Regions from separate parts of the Anas platyrhynchos genome. Here region 2 is linked to region 1. A link is a contact called in public Hi-C data. All regions are on one chromosome and are shown on one strand. The core of a region is the stretch at or near the end of the contact, and the rest is flanking DNA. Distances in the headings are between cores, read along the strand shown.

Region 1 (2,700 bases), core at 67-2,566:
GTAAAGCTGTGACTGAAGTCAAAAGAAAATGTCCATGAATATTGTGGGGGAAAGAAAGAAGCTGGGAGAGCAGCGATGTAGAATTGTATGGACATGGACACGTGCACATCAGCACGCTGGGATTTTGTTATTCCAAGCCCATGCAGCTATGGAAGAGCTGCCAGGCTCTGGGACTGGGGGAGGGCAAATTTAGGGGAGCCTCGCTCCCTTCCCACAGGACAGCCTCACCCTGATCACCTCCCACACAGCCGAGCAGCCCACCCACAGGTAGGATGGTAGGGAGAGGTCAGGAGGGATGCTCACGCTCATGCAAGATGTCTTAGGCAGTATTGGTGCTCAGCAAGAGGATGTGGTGTCCCAGCACTGCAACCTCTGGCTTGGCAGAGACACAAATGACACTTACCAATTTTTCCAGTGGGATTATGGCTACAGGAAGGCTTTATGTAAGGCTCTGTAGGATGCACTCAGTAGCCTTTTTGTAGCTCTCTTCCCTCACAATAAAAATGGGGGTTATCACATTACCTTAACTAAGGATTTTACTAACTTCCAGTGGCTCAGATACTATGATTGCACAAAAAATACCTAGTGTAGAGAGCCATGCTGTGCACTGTTGTACTGGTGGTGAGGTTTCCAAAACAAATCCAAGTATAAGGCATGGTTTTTACCTAACTTTTTTGGGCCCCTTTTGCTGTGCAGCATTTCCTGCATGAGCTTTGCATTTCTGCTCTTGCCTATGTCGGTGTCCTCTTTGTGAACTGTTCTTTGTTCTCAGGGCTTGCTTGGGCTGATACTGTAAACATCCCAGCAATTACTAGGGTTGATTTAGGTAGTCTAGATGTTTGCGCAAGTCTTTTGATTTTTGATTTAGTCAAATACTTGAAAATCAGAACAGCGAAGAAGGCATTGTGGGGAACCTTTCTGCAAAAGTTGATAGAAAGTTTGCCACTGCATTTATTTAGCTATGCTATACCATTTTTCTGTGTCCAGCTTGACTGGTTATCGACATGTCACAGAGTGGGATTCATCACATCATATTCAGATACCTCTATTTGAGTTAGCCACACATTTTTTTCAGGCAGTGGAGTAGAAAGTGCACCTGCAAGAGATCATGCATCTTGCCTGAAAGTAAGTATCTATAACAGGTCAGATAACCATTTCCTGACAGTGTCCGTTTCTCTTTATTGGCCAGAAAGGGAGCCTGAGGAGATGAACCCAGATGGGAATTCAGCTGATGTTAGGGAACAGATATCCCAATTGTCATGTCCCTGTGTTCCTGTTGGTTACTGGTGTTGAGGTCAAACCCAAGGCTGTGGTTTGACTGTGCTATAAATCCAGCTTTAGGGCTCCTACAGCTGGATTCAAAGCATTGAGGCCATGAGATACAATATGCTGACTGCTATAAAACTCACTGTCAATTCAAATTTGCTCAAGAACTCCTAAAGCCTGCCAGCGTAAGATATAAATTTTTATGCCAGGTCAAATATCAGTAGTATTCCTATGGATAGCATAGAGCTGACCTGTAACTGTGCACTCTGGCGAATTCAGCAGAAACATAACCGTGTGCCTGTATCTGATTTGTGCCACTGGGTAATCCAGAATAAAAGAGATTCAGTTTTGTCACTGAAGGACAGTTACAGTAAAACTGTCTTTCAGCAATGGCACGTCTTGTAGTGAAAAGTCTCTATTCAGTTCCTAGGTGAATTTTCCCCGTTGTTACTTTTTTTTTCCTTTTTTTTTCCTTTTTTTTTTTTTCCTTTTTTTTTTTTCTTTTTTCTATTAGTTGCTAATTAAAAAGTAAAAGAAATGAAAGCTATGCTTGAATAAAAAATAGTAAATGAATGTCTTTTGCTGGTGGTGAACTTATTTCTCTGGTACAGGAATGCACAGATGACTTTGAGAAAACAAGTACAATGCCTTTATCTGTATATGAAAGACTAACACTGTCTTTCAAACATAACCTTTTAAGCAATTATAAAGTGATATCACTCAGGGGATAAAAGGAATTTTTAGAATAACTGTATGTATGTTTTTCTGGAAGTTTAGGCTCAGCTAGAAATGCCTGAGGGGTTATCCTGGAGGATTGTGTGTTAGCCATTTGCACAAATCACCTTTTAAAAATCGGTAATGGGACATTTTAATGACCCTCTTTATTTCCTTCCCCCCTACAAGAAAGTGATTATTGCAGATACTTTATATTACTCCTTTGAGGAGGCTGATGTAGGAAGAAACAGCTCAGTTTGTTGAAAAAAAAAAAAGTTGTTTTGCTCTGAATATCCATATATGCTTTTTGACAATTCCAGCCTCAACTAATTTCAAGAAAGTATTCATATTCTTCTATAACCAATGATTTAGGTTGACCCTTCCTTAAGAAAGACTGAAAAAAGGAACCCCTCTTCTCTTCTGTCCCCTGTGTTTAACTCAGTGTCTTGAACCAAAAAGCTGGAGATTGAGAAGAAGGGTTGTTAGTTCCTGAGTCATAACTAAAACCTTTCTCTGGGAAATAAAGAACAAGATATCCAGTTCATTTATGTGGGTGGTATTTGAGCCCTTGGGAGCACATCTTATGTGGGTGGAAGAATGGTAGGTAAAGGCTAATTTTTCAGGCTGTAAATGCTCCAAGGATGAAGGTGAGAAGAGCTGATAAACACAGAGAAGCGCAGAGAGCTGTATAACCTACGTCTGTGGGTATAAACTGATTAT
Region 2 (2,700 bases), core at 100-2,599, 75 kb before region 1:
TCCTTACTCAAGCTTTTATTGTAGTAAGGTCATATACAAGATTAATTCTCCCTTTTGGGCTATCTGCTTGTTAAAAAGGGAAGAGTTTGTGTTGCAGCTCTAAAAAGCATCTTCTCTAGTGGGCCATTTAATTTTATGGAAGTTGTAGACAAATTATTTTGAAGGCTGCTTCACTTCTATAATGGGATAAGTAGGAGAAGGTAGAGGCATAGATGCGTTTACAGTTTGATTGCATTAAGTCCTGTTTTCCTGGCAAAACAGACTGAAATATTTTACTGTTCCATTTTTGCTGTCCTGACTCCCAGTACATCACTCAGTTCCTTCCCTTCTGGTGCATTTGATGTCTTCTGAGACAGGATTTGCCATCACCTAATGCACTAGTCCAGCAGGACTAGCACGTGTTGCTATTCTCTACTCCTTCCTTTTGTACAGCTCTTCTTTTTCCCTTTGCCCTAGGATTGATCTTGGAAGTAGGTGTTAGGAGAAGACTTCAGTGGTGTATTGTAAAGTAAAATGGCAGGGAGTTTGTAAGCTTTCTCTGCCACTGTCAGAGTGTCTTTATAGGTCCTTCTTTGTTTTCTGCCTGTTCAAACAGAGTCATGTTATAACCAGTTCTTAGAATCCTGCTCTGACTCCATAATCTCCAGAGGACCTCAGTCACTTCCGAAAGTAAGATTTAGCTAAGTAATATGTCAGTTTTGCAATGCTAAATAGTACGCCTACATGCCATTAAAAATCTCAGGCCCTGCGTTCAAGGGACCTGCAGAAGAAATTTAGCCAAACCAGGTCATTTCTCCTAGCAGCAACCTCGCAGTAACCCACCTCAGCTGTGGAGAAGACAGCCTGATGGAGAAGTCACGCTCATGCCTGAACACACATGGCTCCAGGAGGGCTGCTTCTTCCAGTGAGGCCTGCGATTCCTGAGGCGCCTTATGCAATGTTCTTAATGGCATTTTGAAAAGCTCTTGCATGGCTACAAGCTTTATTGCTCTCTGCCCCACTCCTGTGTGAAAGAGGAGCTGGCCTGGGGCCGGCGGTGAGGAAGCTTCTCTGCCTCTGGGCTGGCGTGGGTGCTGCTCTCGGTCCAGGCGGGCTGTGAGCTATGGACCTGAGCTTCTTCTCCTGGAGGCTGCTCTCCCAGTGATCCTGCCCCGTGCGCACCAGGGAGACATTTGGGGTTGAAGCGCTTCCCTGAGAACAGCAGGAGAGACTGGAGAGCTGTGCGTAAAGGGGTCTGGCTCATGCCCACCAGTCAACATGCTGCAGATGCGTCTGGGGCTGTGCTCGTGCCTGCGTGGGAGAGGAACAGTCGACCGTTCACAAAGGTTTCAGTCATCCAGGAAAACAACACGTCATGGGGGTGAGCGGTTGTACTTGAAACAGAGTGCCTGTGACCTTCCATAAGCTGGAACATGTACAAATAAAACAGGCTGAAATAAAATGGAATTATAAACACATTTAGAATAACAACTGAGGTCTGTCTGTTGGATGCATTGCAAACAGGAAATGGAGCTAAATTCACTGCATTAGTAAATTGCTTGCTGCAAAGATGTTGCCTGATGTTAGGCACCGGCACTGACAGCAGTCCAGCTGAAGATTTACACGTATTTTAATATCCCCAAACCTGAGACACTCAGCCAAAGAGATACAGGATCCCTTCTGCATGAGTGGCGCTGATATGCAGGGGAATCTGCACACAGCATTTACAGAGAGGCATTTGAACCAACTTCTTACATTCTTCTAAAGGAAGAGGTCTTCTGTTGTTGGTATTAAAGTATCCTCTTTTTCCCCCCCTTTTTATAGAGAATGGACAGGACGTGCTGCCAAGATCACATTGGCTGACAGTCAGCACGAGGGTTAGGGATTTGTGAGCCATGAGCAGCAGAAATAACTGGTATGTTTTCATTTACCCTGTGCAGTGATGGAGAGAAGAGACCATTGCTTCAGCTTTAATTGAAGTGTGTCTTCAGAAAGCAATTGCTTAGAAGATAACTAAAGGTATGAGCAGGTTGGTGACTATCCTGCTCTTAGCGTGTCTTGCAGGCAACATTCATCAGCTGCACAGAACAGAGTGCAGAAATCTGAGCGTTCACCCTGTGGGGTTGCAGTAATGAATGGGGTTCGAGTCTGCTCAGCCCTCTGGCTGCAATCAGATGAGTTCCAGCTCTCCCACATCTGTCTCTGAGCCTCTCAGGGCTCTCAGATTTGCTGCTGGCTGGTTTCAGAGGCACAGACAATTGCCCAGGCTGCTCTGGAGGCTTCTCTGAGGCTTGTCTCCTGCCCGTGGCTTCCTGCACCCAGCACTGCAGATCAAGAGGGCTTGAGAGAGAGCTGCACATACCCAAAGTGAATGCCACAGGGCTGCCAATGGTTGGGGGAGATGACTGACATGAAACATGGAAAATGCTGGAAAAGCCTAAACCAGATACCAATGTGTGCCCCGGTAGCTTAGGATGGAGGGGATAGCTGGCACTAGGGACTGCTGGATGTGTGTACATGAAGATCCATGAGGGGTTTCACCCCAGGGGGCTGAGAGAGATGGCGAGCTTCAACCAGGGGAAACCACAGCGACTGGGGGAAGTCCTTGGGGAGAGGGGAAAGATAAAAGTTACATGTATGCCTGTCCTTAGGACAGGGAACATGGTGCAGTCTCAAGTGCCAGGCAAGCACAGGAAGCACGTCCTCTTGAGTCCATTTCCA

What was found. Hi-C and Micro-C count contacts between places; a contact is called where the count stands out from the background.
Region 2: a Hi-C map of liver shows a contact between it and region 1, with 1.8 times the contacts expected there. The contact joins two enhancer-like sites. A contact is called at or near these places in 2 of 8 Hi-C or Micro-C datasets (liver and subcutaneous adipose tissue).

The regions. Positions count from the first base shown.
Region 1 is chrZ:11,236,632-11,239,331 of IASCAAS_PekinDuck_T2T, reverse strand. All of the region lies in intron 1 of PDZD2 (PDZ domain containing 2), which reads left to right. Among named protein-coding and RNA genes, the nearest start is that of PDZD2, 54 kb to the left of the region's middle. Within about 2 kb of position 1,316, at least 1 of the 8 cell types and tissues checked has an H3K27ac peak or open chromatin away from gene starts, as enhancers often do.
Region 2 is chrZ:11,311,985-11,314,684 of IASCAAS_PekinDuck_T2T, reverse strand. No RefSeq gene overlaps it. Among named protein-coding and RNA genes, the nearest start is that of PDZD2, 21 kb to the right of the region's middle. Within about 2 kb of position 1,349, at least 3 of the 8 cell types and tissues checked have an H3K27ac peak or open chromatin away from gene starts, as enhancers often do.